Regions from separate parts of the Mus musculus genome. Here all the other regions are linked to region 4. A link is a contact called in public HiChIP or PLAC-seq and promoter capture Hi-C data. All regions are on one chromosome and are shown on one strand. Each heading gives the region's core, a stretch centred on a gene start, on an enhancer-like site or on the middle of the called end of the contact. The rest is flanking DNA. Distances are from core to core; before and after follow the strand shown.

Region 1 (2,700 bases), core at 104-2,603, 860 kb before region 4:
AGCTAACTCTGCCAGGTCTCTAGGCCAGGTGTCTCCCAGAATAAGGCTTTCTGGGAGGAGGCGGGAGAAGCCCAATGCATACTCCCATTGGCCTTCCACATTCTCTTCCCTTGGGTCTCTCCTGTAACCTGCATGGATCCATCCTACTGAACCCCTTACATTATTTGAAAGTGACATTCCAGGGAGAGGTGGTCAGCCTCCATGTCTAGGTTTTGGAATTTCTCTCTGATTCGGAATGCTCAAGCAGAGGCGGCTAGAGGCGTCTTTTGTGCCTCTCATTGTGGTAAGAGCACAGCATTTATGATGTAAACCATTTGTAATTCTACAAGCACATGGCCTGAAATGAACCAGCAATGTTGAGTGACGCCCACTACTATCTATACTCAAAACGTTCCATCATCCGCAATTAAATCTGTACCTGTTAAATAGTCCAAAATCCCAGCCATCTCCATCGCCTGGCAATGATCACCACCCACTCTGGATTGCCTTTGAACTTGTAGGTTCTAGATGCCTCATAGTAGTGGGACCCTCCTGAACTGAACCTAGATGCTTCAGTCCTTCTCCAAGCTTGGCATGCACACTCAGTTATACCTCCTTTTCCCGTGGAATCATGGGTGCCATCCCTTCTTCCCTTTAAAGCCCACAGATCTGCCACAGTAGTCAAGAGCAGGCAGGGGGGCCATCCTTGGAGCTTACCCCCCAGGCTGGGACACCGTTAAGAACCCAAGGAAGCTGCCCCCTCGCCGCTGTGGGGCGCCACGGAGCCCAGACCCGGAGGAGTGCGCGGCCCTCAGGGACCCGAGGACCAGGTCCTGTCTGATTGGTACTGCTTGGGAATCAGACGCTGAGTACAACAGGCAACAAGTGGGCTACTCTGGAGTTCAGAGCTTTGGGCCAGCGATGGTGGAGAGGGGATCCGCCCTGACTCTTTCCCAGACTTTTCCCGCCCACTTGGACGCAAAAGGTGGCGAATGCCACCCAGGGGTGGCAGGGTGGCCTTGGGGGGCACCAAAGGGAAGGTCTGCGCCACAGAAATCTGGAGAAGGAGCAACGGGACTGCCGCACGAACCGCACCCCAACCCTTCCCCGTCAAGCACGGATCCCCTGGCCTGTCCCGATTCCTAAAGAGGGCACACTGCTCCCTGTCATTCCGGAACCCCGACGTCACCGCAGTCCCTTGTCGCGCCCCCAACTCACCGGGCACGGGCGTCTGGACACAGTGGCGGGCTGCGCGTGGGGCGAGGCGCCGGCTGTTTTGAAGCTTGGGGCTGGGACTGCGCGGCGTCCTCCGCCCTCCGGGCTGCCGAGCCTCCTCCCTGCCGCCCTCTCCCTAGCCCGCCTCCCTGCCCGCCCGTGATGTCAGGAGCCGCCGATCCAGGGGGCGGGACCACGGGAGGCCGGGCGCCCCCCCCCCCCCCACCTCCCCTTGCTGGGCCGTCCAGCAGCACTCTGTAAAGTTCGAGGGAGCTGGAAGTCTCCTGCTGGGATCATCGCTGCCCTTCTCATCTCTGCCGCCCCTCTTCTCCTGACTGCAGGGTCAGGACCCTGAGATTTCCACTTCTTTCCGAGCAGCCCTCTCTGTCTCTTACTAATTTAGCTGGTTGTTAATCTCTCCTGCCTCAGTTTCCTATGATAGAAAAGGAAGGCGTGGCGGGACCTTGTCCTGAGGCCTAAAGGCCACACTCGGTGCCTCCTGGAGAGGCTGAGTTGATATGAGCCAAGCCATAACTGAAAAATCAATTCCTTCCCCGAAGTAAGACCACCATAAGGACCAGTCTTAAGATTCCTTCAAGCCTGGCCAGGCCTGAGAAGTTTGATATAGAGGATCCAAGTTGTGATCTCAATTGGGCATTGTATCCTTGCTTTCTCTTTTTCTTTTCTTAAGCACTTTTAATCTCTCTCTCTCTCTCTCTCTCTCTCTCTCTCTCCCCTCTCTCTCTCCTCTCTCTCCTCTCTCTCTCTCTCTCCCCTCTCTCCCCTCTCTCCTCTCTCTCCTCTCTCTCTCTCTCTCTCCCCCCTCTCTCCTCTCTCTCCTCTCTCTCCTCTCTCTCTCTCTCTCCCCTCTCTCCTCTCTCTCCTCTCTCTCTCTCTCTCCCCCCTCTCCTCTCTCCTCTCTCTCTCTCCCCTCTCCCCTCCTCTCTCTCTCCCCCCCTCTCCTCTCTCTCCTCTCTCTCTCTCTCTCCCCTCTCTCTCCTCTCTCTCCCCCCCCTCTCTCTCCTCACTCTCTCTCTCCCCCCCCTCTCCTCTCTCTCCTCTCTCTCTCTCTCCCCTCTCTCTCTCCTCTCTCTCTCTCTCCCCCCCTCTCTCCTCTCTCTCCTCTCTCTCTCTCCCCTCTCTCTCCTCTCTCTCCTCTCTCTCTCTCTCTCTCTCTCCCCCCCTCTCTCTCTCCTCACTCTCTCTCTCTCCCCCTCTCTCTCTCCTCTCTCTCTCTCTCCTCACTCTCTCTCCCCCCCCCCTCTCTCTGTGTGTGTGTGTGTGTGTGCACGCGCGCATGCACTTTGAAGAGCTGATTTTCTCCTTCCTTCTTGGCAATGCTCCTGAGGATCACCAGGCCACCAGGCTTGGACAGCAAGTGCCTTCACCTGTCAGAGCCTTCTTGCCACATCAGTTATTTCTGTTTTCAGTATTTTTTTAATTACATTTGTTCACTTACTTATTTGCTTGTGTGTATGGAGAGCACACATGGAGAGCAGAGAGAAC
Region 2 (2,700 bases), core at 181-2,680, 590 kb before region 4:
GAAAGAAGGATAGAGGGGAGGGAGAGAGATAGAGATCCTCAAATCTTCTTTCTATCTTGTTTCTTCTTTGAGCACTACTAACAAACCATAACCAACACTGCTGAACGACCGCCAACCACCAACCCTGCCTTTCAGGTCCCTCGCATTTATATACCCTATGAAAAGTTACCAGAATCCCAAATGCCACACAATTGCAGAAACTATCTGCAGCTGGCAAAACCACACCTTTGCTACAGCACAGGGCAAACCATAGTCAGCTGCTACAAAGCAGCCCCCTATCCCACACCTGGGATTAAAATGAAAACATATTCTAATAATATTTCTGTGGTTTTTTTTTTTTTAAGAAACTAAAATTTCAGAATTCTCACTACAGTGAAGTGTATTGAAATAACAGCTCCCAAGGAAGGAATCAGATACCTCATCGGTAACAAGCCACAGAAATCTTCTTTGTCAGTACCAGAATTCTTAAATGAAGAAACTTCTTGCTCTTGTTTGGATGTTTCACCTGTTGGGCCATGGACAACCACTGGTGAGAGTGCTCACTGTGTCCATCCTAGAGACACCGGCCCTTGGACACTCTACACTCTGGTGGTTGTGGTGTCAGACAAGCATCATTCATCATGCCTGAGGGGAGTGAGCTCTCCTGGGAGGCGGATTGAACCACTTTCTAGAACATTCTGATGACACATGATTAGCAGATCCTGACAGGCCTGGCTGCTGACCACTTACTGGGCTCTCAACACCTCACCCTGGAAGGCCTTCCTTGTATCCAGAAAACAAATTTTGAAACGTCACTGATGAGAAGATGATTTTAATGATCTACAGTTCCTTGCTTTCAGCTTTGGATGAGAAAATTTACTAAATATATACCACACAGAATCAACAGAATCAACAGCAAGAAGGGTCAGATGACAGCAAACATCATCCAGTCGGGGGCTGTATACAATATGCAGCACAGTAGCCTAACTGTGAGGGCGAACAAAAGCAACATCAAATTAAGGCTTTAAGAGTACTCAGCAGAAATGGACTAGTGTGGCCTCATTGAGGTAGCCAGCAGTGGTTTTCCAGGGAGAGTTCTGGGTGGAGCAGGCATCCCCTCAGGCAAGGCTTCCAAGTAAAAGAGAAATAACAGCAAGACAGTTATCATCTAATTGGGAGTGTACAGTTGTCCAGCAGAAGTGTCTGGGAAGGCTTGCTGAAGCAGGCTAGAGTTTCCAATTGAGACTTCCAGGAGCATTCATGAAGGAGCCCTAGCTTCCTGTTTCTTCAGTAGACATTTTTATATCATGGGATAAGCAACAGTAACCGTGATTGGAAATAGTTGGCCTTTTCAGCTGTTTTCAAGGGCACGATATTCTTACTCTTGGGCTGTTTATTGTCCTGCCCTATCCCTGATACAGAGAAAAGAGGCCAGCTCATCCCAGACAAGGGGTTTTGGAGGACACTTGAAATAAGCATTCTAGAGTCTGGGTCAGGAGAGCCCTCCACACTCCCAGAGCTCGCTTTCATCAGACTTAAACCCCGTTAACAATTCACCAACATAATGTAGAAGGAAAAGGTCACATTAAACTGCATTTCCTGGGATTGGTAATGCAAGCCTACAGTCTCACTTCTAGCTGCTGAGGCAGGAGGATCAAGACCTCAAGGCCTGACTGGGCTGCAGAGTGAGTCCTTGTCTCAAAATAAAAAGCAAAGAGGACAGGGGAGATAGAGCCATGGTAAGCTTTATTCTCCCAAATGATTGAAAGGCTGGAGAGTTATGACTGAGATCATGACTTGGATTCGCCCTACTGCAAGCAGGGCCCAGCCTGCTGACCATGGACAGCTATGGCTCGTGATGCTTAGTGCCCACTTTGAGCATTTACTGAGTACTTACACATTATAGGCAGGCAGCTGCTATGCTGGCCTTGGAGAACCCAGAATGAATAAGAATGAATAAGACACGTGTCCCCATCCTAACTCTCTGGGATGAGGGTCAGACAGCGAATGAACACACACTCGTAGATATGAGACCTGTGTCTGAAGGACGGGAGACAGTTTCAGGAGGATCAGCCTTGGAGGTAGCCTTGGGCCTGCAAACTGAGGTCAGGGAATGGAGTCTTCAAGGAACTGGTGGCTAGGGACGGGGAGGCTGGGCTGTGGAGCCAGCAGAGGGGCTGTTTTTAGCTTCATAAAAGGCATGGCATCTCTTGTCTCATGCTTCTTTTCTAGAGATCAAAACAGTGCTATGCCCCAGTCTCCCCACAAGGAAGTCTAGGGTCCTAGAGGTTGAGTGTTTGTCCCTCTAGGATTGCTAGTGTTGAGCCTGAACCCATTACAGCTTCATCATGAACTTAAAGCGCCTTCCCTAAAGAAATGCCAATCAGCTGCTTAGCATGTCATTCTTTAATGAGGGATGTCAGATCTTTCCTTGCATTGATTGAAGAAGCTGGCTTGAAATTCACTAATCTTATAGACATTTATTTGCTCTTTTTTTGAATGCCAGAGACAGTTGCTGGCAGGGCGCTAGAGCTAGGCTGGCAATGGGAGGAGAGAATGGCCTTGGGTGAAGAGAACAAAAGATGATGCTAGTTCCCTGTAGCCCTGACCACAGGTCCTAGGCTACTTCCCAGAAAGTACTATCATGATGTCACATGCTGCCTGTCTGAAAGCCCAGGTGCTATGCTAAGCATGGACCCTGGAGTCTCTGAGCTCTACAAG
Region 3 (2,700 bases), core at 6-2,505, 730 kb before region 4:
ACGTGCACACCACCATGCCTCGTTGATGCTGTGGTTAGGATGGAACCCAGAGGTCTGTTCGTGCTAAGCAGATACTCCACCAACTGAACTACATGAAACTAGCATGTTTATGACAATTTGTTACAGTGACCACGTACTAATTTCATTCTTAGAGACTGTTGTATTTGGGTCGGATGATCTAATGGAAGAGGAAGACAAAATAACCGTAGCGGAAAGGTAGCACTTTTGACTAGCATACACAAGGCCCTCTGTTCCATTCCCAGTACCAGAAAACATAAAGAGAAAGCACTAGGTACCAGGCCTCTAAGTATGCTAGGGACGAGTGGGATGGACAAGTGGGCGTGGCTGAGCTGTGATTGTTTCTTGAAGGCTCAGGGGTTTGCACTTTCGCAGCTACCCTGCTGCAGACTGACTCCTCTCCTACACTGCCATATCTGACCTTCCAACAAGGATGCAGAACCTTTGCACTTCCTGTTCCTTTAGCCCAAATTCTCTTCCTCCAGAGCCTCCTGTGGCTGCCGGCTTCTCAGCATCCAGTCTCAGCTTAAAAGTCACTGCCTCAAAGACCCCTTCCCCCGCCCCGCCCCTTTGTGCTAGAGCATGAGAACAACCCTTGGAACCTTCTCTTACCTCACCGTGCTAGTTTCTTTCTAACCCTCTTAACATTTTTGCCTAATAAATCAGCTGCCCCGCCCCCAAGCTCTAGGCTCCAAGGGGGCAGGGTCTGTACAACTCATGCACACAGCAGTTGTTCCGTGTATTTCGAATGAATGAGTTGGCGAATGAATGAATTTGCAGCTTGGGACCAAATAAGTCAACATACCTGATCTTGGCCTTTCTAAAGGCCAGCTCCTCTTCATTACCGAAGTCCAGGGACACATCCTCAGTATCATCCCCTAGGCCCTGGGGAACAGCAGGAGCAGATAGATGGCAGGCCATCCCAGAGCTCACAGGAGGCCTTCGGGCGTGAGCGCCCTCTCTCCCTGGATATGTCTCTGTGCTCCTCCCAGCATTATTCCCTTAGTTCCCTAGGCTTTCCCCACCCTCCTTACTGCTCGGGGGCTTAGCCTTCAAGGCCAGTGCATCTACCTCCCAATGCAGCATCTCTGCAGCCCTACCTGCTTCATCCCCCTGGGTACCACTTGACACTATAGCACAGGTTCCAGCTCTGCCCTTCACCGCCCAAAGTTTAGGATGCCCAGCAGGGAGCCCGCCTGTGGGATGCTCCCAGCCTTAGCTCAGCTCTAGTGATCGATGGGGGGAGGGGCTCTGTGCAGTGCGCAGTCGCGGACTGGGGCGGAGCCAGAGAGGATACCCAAGGATGCTGGGATACACTGAGAGCCGAGTTCAACACGGAGGGTGCAGGACGTGAATGTAAGTTAGTATCCAGAAGCTGAGCGCTCAGGTTGGAAGCAGAGTTTGCTGGCTCTATAAAAAGCAAACTCTTCTGCGCCAGGCATAGTAGTGCAAGCCTGTGACTCTTGGAAATCTGAAGCAGAAGATTGCCCGGCTGCATAGAAACAAACAAATAAATAAACAAACAGCTGTGATCAGGATCTAGTTGCGTGGCTTGGGAACAGCAGTATTGACATAGAAATGGGCACACAGAGAAGAGTAGTTGTAGCCATGTGAAGGCCTTGCTGGCCTTCTCCTGGCCCAGAACAGAGTCGCAGAATCTCTTCTATGGCCTACCCCTGCCATTTCCCAATTCCCACCCCACTATCTACACAATCTCCCTTAGCCCCCATATCCCTCCCTGCCATCCTGGGACAGAGCTGAGTGACAGGAAGCCAAAGCTGCTAGTCTTGCTTCATGGTTCCCCTTTCTCCCTCCCCCACAACCAGGTGTTAGCCTGACTCCTGGTGACCCCCTCAGGGATACCGAGCCACAAGCTCCAGGGCAGTTCCTTCCTGCCCTGGCTAGAGCGCAGTAAGGGGCTGGTTCACCTTTAATCCTATAGCTGTGCCAGAGCTGCCAGCTGCACACACCACTCTTTAGGACACAGAGATGCTGTCTGGGGGGAAGGGAAAGGGGACTCCTTCTATGACAGAAGACCATCTCAGGGGCCAAGCCTTTTGAAGTGTTTTTCAAACTCTGACTGACATGGCAATGTTGGCCTGTAATCACAGTACTTAGGAAGGCTGAAGCAGGAGGATCACAAATTTCAGGCTAGCCTAAAATACAAAACAAGTTCAAGACCAGCCTGGGCAAATTAGCAAGATCCTATCTCAAAAAGTTTATTTTAAAAATGAGGTAGAAGGGGGATGGGGTGGGGTGGGCATATGCACAAGCAAGTGATTTTAGTGAGTGCTAGAGTGTTTGTCTTGCATACAAGAGACTCTTGATTCAATCCCCAGTGACACACACACCCCACACAAACATGTCTGTGTGTTTGTATGTATATGTATATGTATATGTATATGTATATGTATATGTATATGTATATGTATATGTATATGTATATATTTCCAAACCAACATCAGTTCTAGTAGCTTCTAAGCCCTCTGCTGCTCAACTAATAAGATGATCCACTAAAATCAGCACAGCAGATTGCCAAAGCTCCCAGGGTCAGACCCAGGGCCTTCTCTTCGGCTTCCCACCTGGCAGAGTAGAGGAAGGGCCTGGGGTTCTGCTGGAATGGAGGCTGGCTCCATTACCTGGGCAGCAGAAAGCTCAGTTCAAGGCCTCAATTATCCCTGG
Region 4 (2,700 bases), core at 107-2,606:
GCGCCCAGCCCCTCCCCCAGTCCAGTAGAGCATTGTCCAATCGAAATACGATACCGGCGGTACGTGCCATTTTAAATTACGAAGTGGCCATACTAAAATAGTAAAAAGAAACTGGACAGATTGTTTTAATTCTAACGTAGCCACAACAGGTATCACCTCAAGTATATAACACACTGCTTGCTAAACACTGGCTGATTTAAGCATAGGAGTTTACCAAGGAGATCTTTTTCGTTCTTTTTCTTCCTCCCAAACGAAATCTTTCAAATCAGACTTTAAAACTGAAACCGGAGTGGGGCGGTGGTGGCACGGCTTTTAAATCACAGCATTCGGGAGGTAGGGGAAAGCAGATCTCTAAGCTCAAGTCCAGCCTGGTCTACAAAGTAAGTTCCAGGGCAGCCAAGGCTAAACAGAGAAATTCTGTCTCGAAACAAACATACAAACAAACAAACAAATTGAAACCAAAAGTGAATCTCAATTCTTGCCACATTCCAGTGCTCGACCACCCCACTTTACCAGTGGCCACATTACCATCGGACAGCGCAGGTCTACACCAGACCCTCTTGGTCTTAAATACCTAACACTATGACCCTCTTTGATCCCTTAACATCTGGGGACCCAAAAAACGCCCAACCCCGGAATAAATTCACCCAGTCAGAGCGCAGGCACCACCCCTTGGGCCCAGCTAGGACCTTCCAACCTGACCACACCCCTGCGCTGACTACCCCTAACCGGAAATTCCCGCTAATGGGAACTGACAGGTCTCCATTCTTTAAGGGTGGGGAAAGGAAAACCGAGAACCCTCGTACAGTCTCCGAACCCCGGCCGAACACCGGAAGCCAGTCGCCACCCATACGCGGGGTGGGCCGCGCATAACACCCGCAAGGGGCGAACCCGACACCGGCGAGCGCGCACTCAGCTGGCGTCGCGAGCGTCCCCAAACCGAGACACTTACTAACACGGACGCCCCGCGATCACCCAGCACCCAGGAATAACGAAATGCTAAACCACCAAAAGCTAGTGCGTGGATGTCGGCCAGGCAGTCCAGGTGGCAGGGGCCGCCGCGCGTGCCCGGATTACGACTCCCGAGGAGCCCGTGCAGCCGGTTCGGGGGTCCGCGCCCCTCCCCCGCCTGAAGTCCGTTAACGGCCGCGCGTGCTCACGAAGCGACGCGGCGCACGCACGCGATTGGAAGAGCGCGACCCTGCCCGCGACGCCCGCGCGTCCCCTTCCCTCACCTGCGGGGCGGCACCCAGGAGCCGAGGGGCGCGGAGTGCGGAGGCGACAGCGGGATGTGCGTTCACCGGCTCAAGAGCTCTCACAGTCTCGCAGCTTCCCTGGGCGACCCACCGCAGCTGCCAGCCCGCGACGCTCGGGGCGGCGCCCTCTGGCGGCGGGAGGCCTCGCGCGCCGCCCCGCAAACGCTACCATTGGCTGCGTTGCCAGTGTCAGCCCGGGGTTGGAGGCGCCACGTCGGGGCCTCGGGGCTGCGGAAGCGGCGGCGATAGGCGGAACCCTGGGCGGCCACACGGAAGGGGGTGAGAGACCGCAAGCTCTTGAGCCCAGCATCATCGCCCTCTCCCACACCGCTTGGATACCAAAGTAGGACTGGAAGGAGACCTAGATTCATCTGGGCACCAGGGTGTCACTTCCTTCGGAATCTGTTCTCTGCAGTAACTTATCCTGAGCGTCCTGCTTTGCATTCCGATACTGTTACCGTCACCCTGAAAACAGCCATACAGTCGTGTCCTTTCAAATGAATGACAGGCATAGGGACCCGCGTTGAACAGGGAGGTGACCTAAACTCATTCGGACGCCGGAGCGTCACTTCGGAACTTGTCCTCAATTCCCTATCCTACTCGCAGTCACTGTTTTTATCATCTTGAAAACAAAATGCGGTATTTTTGCAAATGAATGTAGGGACGGATCTCAGAGCCAACACAAGCTCTTGTTCTCCCTGGCCTTCATCTCAACTTATATGTCGCTGTATTCACCGGTGTTTCAGTGGTCAGGTGTACATTACCCCAGACAGAACAATGTAAGGCTGAGTCCCTGCGACTGGAGATGTGAAAAGTGCTCCAAGTCAGGGCAGTAGAAGGGAGAGTGCTTCCAGGCAGTGGGAAAGATCCTGAGCCTAAGTTGCTGAGGGACAGGGAAGACAAAGTGTGTGTGTAGAAAGCTCAAAGAGGATGAGCCACTGCATGAAATTTGGAATTCAGTGTCTGAGATGGAAATTACAAGGTCTAATTTGCAGTTTTAGAAAGTTTCTTCATGCCGTTGGGCGGATATATAGAAAGGACAAGCAGAAAAGTGAAAGGGGTTGAGGATGTAACTTAGTTGTCAAAGTGCTTGCCTAGCCTTGAGTTTGATTTCCAGCACCAAATAAACTGGATATGGTGGGGTACCCTTGTCATAGCAGTACATGGGGGTGGGGGGGGGGGGATAGGAGTTCCAGGTCTTCTTTGGCTATGAAGCAAGAAATACCCAGGTCCAGGACCACTGGGGACAGAGGGAAAAGTTTACATTAGAAGGAAGACACTGAGATGCACTCTGTCTGGACCCAGAGTGCTACTGTAAGCTCAGGAAGTCGTCAGTACTGGGCCAGTACAAAGTGAAACTTGATGAGAATGTATGGACTTCCTGTTGTTCCTGTACCAATGGCCTACATTTTTGTTGCCTTGAAACAACATAAACTTAAGAGTT
Region 5 (2,700 bases), core at 92-2,591, 560 kb before region 4:
TGAACAAGAAGAGGACTCAAGGTGATGGGAAAGGGAAGCAGGAAATGAGAGGTCAGAGCAAGGAGTGGTAGAGTATAGCTGGGTGACAGCCAAAGCAGCCAGGGAAGACTTCTCCAGTAGATGGGACAACTTAGAACAGAGCCGGAAGAGTGCCACGGAGTAAACTCTGTAAGGATGAAGAGACTGCTCCAGGCAAAGCTTGCAGTAGGAAAGTGGAGACATATTCTAAGAGCAGCACATAAACCTAGTGAGACTGCCCAGGGAGGCATGTGACAAGATTCAAGTTTATGCCAAGTATAGCAGGGAATCCCTAGAGAACTTAGCAGGAAAATGCCCTCAGAGAGGCTGGAGAGATGGCTTGGCAGTTAAGAGCACTGACTGCTCTTCCAGAAGACCCAGGTTTGATTCCCAGCACCCACGTGGTGGCTTACAACTATCAGTCAACTATGTAGATGGTGCCCAGACATATATATGCAGGCAAGATATATGTACATATAAACTAAATAAATAATAGGAAAAAAAAAGAAAGAATATCCTCAGATGATAAGTTTCCAGAGGAGCCTCCAGCTCTTGGGCTTTTCAGAGTAGGGGAGTGAGCTGCTGGAGAGAAGCTGAGCAACTCATGAGGAAGCAGTGGAGATAGTGTGGGCTGTGGGAATGGAGCTGCAGGGTCTGTGACAGAGTTGGGAATCAGAGCAGGCTACGCCAATAGGCTGGACATCAGAATTGAGTGTGAAGGGTACAGGTCCAGCAAGAGGACGAGTCAGTGGGGACCCTGCAATTGTTAATGAGACAGGAGGAGCTCACAGCTGAGGACCAGGCCTTCCTTTGATGTGGATGGGAACAATCTGGGTGATGAGCGAATTCCTGACTTCAGCTTCTCTGGACAAATAGTGATTAGAACTAGTAAAATTGGGCCATTTAAACAGGCAAATTGAAATCAAAAGCTCAAGTTTGACACCCAGAGACCCTGACATCCTGGGGAAGCTGCTGATGGAGGGACTGTGGCACATGGTATGCCAGCCTGGCCACTGTGCCCAGGGGCTGCCTTGGGTGACTTTGAATGGGGGCTCTTTGGCTGGTTGGCTTACTGGTTAGCTACATTTGATTCCAGCTTCTCTTTTCCTTGTCCTTTCCCCTGAAACAGGCCCCAAATAAGATATTCTCTTCTTAGTTAATATTTTCCCCCTTAGAAGACAATTTCAGCCTGAAAGCCTTGTTAATAGAAACCAAATGTGAGCTCAAGCCTTCCAGTAAATCTTAATAGATGATACACTGCCCTGAAATGAAGGGCCCACAGTGGGAAGGGTTGCCTGACAGAGTAAGGCGGTGGCATGATTCAGCCAGGCCACTTAATAAATTCTGGTTAGTATCTGTAATAGAAAATGTAGCCTTCACCTCGGTCAAGTCTGAGTGGAGGCTGTATGTTGGGCGGCTCTGTAGTCCTAGCCTCTCCAATTCACTCCATGTCCTATGCTGCCCCCACTGTTTACCCAGGAGGCACTTTGAGCTTTGGGATTTGTTTTGTTTTGCTAAGAAGTTCCTGGAACACCACCAAGAGGTATAGAAAAGCTGAAAAGTGGGCGACAAGATTGTGGGGATGAGAGCTGGCAGATACCACTTTGCAGATTGCAGCTGACACAAGCTCAGACTCAGAAATACATTAGAAACTGACTGACAATCCGCTTAGCTCTCAGAACAATTGTCTAAAGCTCGCCAGTGCTGCCAGTACCTATGAGAATTCAGCTAGGAGAACCTGAGGTCACAAGCAACAGGAAACTAACTGGGTGACATGTTCTCCTGCTCACATCTACTCCTTAGTCAGGCCTCTGTCTGCTTCCTTTGTCTAACTTTGCCAAAGGTGTCTTCTACCCTTGACCTGCCTGTGTACTGCAGCTAAGAAGAATCTAGAAGTCAGAGTTGGGAGGGAAGCTTTTAAAAGCTATAGTGTGGAGCCATGCCTTCCCTTTCCCTTCTGGGCTCTTTGAATTAGTTAATTGAAAGTGACACATCTCTATACTTACCTCCATCCTGACCGTTGGCAGGAAAGGAATGAGGAAGCACATGGCCTGCTGGGAGGCAGGTCTCAGTGGGTCCTGTGCTGCATAGAAAGGTATCTTTGAAAGTTTTCTTGAGGCACTTAAGACTTGTGCAAACAGGACAAAATCTTACCAAAGGCTTATCTCAGACAGAAAGAAATGACTGGCAAAGAAGCTGTAGTTCATTTGCCACAGAGCCTGCCTTTCTGTAACTGAAAACCATACTGCATGTGTGGGTCACCCCTGTGTGCCGTCTCACATTTTACATACATGCCCTGTCATATGGTGGCATTGACAAGAAGAGTGAAAGTGAAGGATTGCCTTCGGGTCATGGTTTAGAAGGGTTGCAGTCCAGTGTGGCTGGAGCATGAGGCAGGTTATCACATCATATCCTCTGTCAGGAAGCAGAGCATGTGAAGTGGCCATCTCTCCTCTGCTAAACCTCTATGGAAACACCCTCCCAGACAGATCCATATCTGTGTCTTCTGTGTCGTTCCAAATCTAGTCAAGTGGACTGCGCAGGGGAGCCATCATGGGCTTTATTTCTCCAGCACCACCAGACAGTATTTTGTTTAGTCAGGTAGTTAAAAATCCCAGATCAAATGCTTCTCGACACACTGGCTTCTCAAGACTGCTTGTCACAGAAAACAAAACTGAATCC

The links. Promoter capture Hi-C pulls out the DNA fragments that hold promoters and counts their contacts. HiChIP or PLAC-seq counts read pairs in DNA pulled down with a chosen protein or histone mark.
Region 1: a contact with region 4 is called in a promoter capture Hi-C map of pre-B cells, with 3 times the contacts expected there. The contact joins the promoter of Emp2 here to the promoter of Zc3h7a in region 4. A contact is called at or near these places in 5 of 39 promoter capture datasets (the 3T3-L1 cell line, hippocampal neurons, liver and 1 more).
Region 2: an H3K27ac HiChIP or PLAC-seq map of double positive thymocytes shows a contact between it and region 4, with 6 times the contacts expected there. The contact joins the enhancer-like site here to the promoter of Zc3h7a in region 4. A contact is called at or near these places in 5 of 39 promoter capture datasets (the C10 cell line, cranial neural crest, liver and 2 more), 1 of 15 datasets of contacts at CTCF or cohesin (large pre-B cells), 5 of 115 datasets of contacts at active chromatin or transcription factors (the SCID.adh cell line, bone marrow-derived macrophages, double positive thymocytes and 2 more) and 1 of 9 other capture datasets (liver).
Region 3: a contact with region 4 is called in a promoter capture Hi-C map of liver. The contact joins the promoter of Tvp23a here to the promoter of Zc3h7a in region 4. A contact is called at or near these places in 2 of 39 promoter capture datasets (liver and stem cell-derived epiblast-like cells) and 1 of 115 datasets of contacts at active chromatin or transcription factors (bone marrow-derived dendritic cells).
Region 5: a promoter capture Hi-C map of the C10 cell line shows a contact between it and region 4. The contact joins the enhancer-like site here to the promoter of Zc3h7a in region 4. A contact is called at or near these places in 5 of 39 promoter capture datasets (the 3T3-L1 cell line, the C10 cell line, neutrophils and 1 more), 1 of 484 Hi-C or Micro-C datasets (embryonic retina), 3 of 115 datasets of contacts at active chromatin or transcription factors (bone marrow-derived macrophages, memory CD8 T cells and pro-B cells) and 1 of 9 other capture datasets (liver).

The regions. Positions count from the first base shown.
Region 1 is chr16:10,312,615-10,315,314 of GRCm38.p6, forward strand. It overlaps Emp2 (epithelial membrane protein 2), which reads right to left and starts at 1,354. Exons shown (of 5, transcript NM_007929.2): 1 at 1,198-1,354.
Region 2 is chr16:10,588,296-10,590,995 of GRCm38.p6, forward strand. The region is part of intron 9 of Clec16a (C-type lectin domain family 16, member A); the gene reads left to right. Among named protein-coding and RNA genes, the nearest start is that of Clec16a, 44 kb to the left of the region's middle. Within about 2 kb of position 1,431, at least 8 of the 459 cell types and tissues checked have an H3K27ac peak or open chromatin away from gene starts, as enhancers often do.
Region 3 is chr16:10,446,107-10,448,806 of GRCm38.p6, forward strand. Tvp23a (trans-golgi network vesicle protein 23A) reads right to left here and starts at 1,256. Exons shown (of 7, transcript NM_001013778.2): 1 at 824-1,256. The coding sequence starts at 939.
Region 4 is chr16:11,174,985-11,177,684 of GRCm38.p6, forward strand. It overlaps Zc3h7a (zinc finger CCCH type containing 7 A), which reads right to left and starts at 1,357. Exons shown (of 23, transcript NM_145931.3): 1 at 1,236-1,357.
Region 5 is chr16:10,619,825-10,622,524 of GRCm38.p6, forward strand. All of the region lies in intron 12 of Clec16a (C-type lectin domain family 16, member A), which reads left to right. Among named protein-coding and RNA genes, the nearest start is that of Gm52264, 37 kb to the right of the region's middle. Within about 2 kb of position 1,342, at least 36 of the 459 cell types and tissues checked have an H3K27ac peak or open chromatin away from gene starts, as enhancers often do.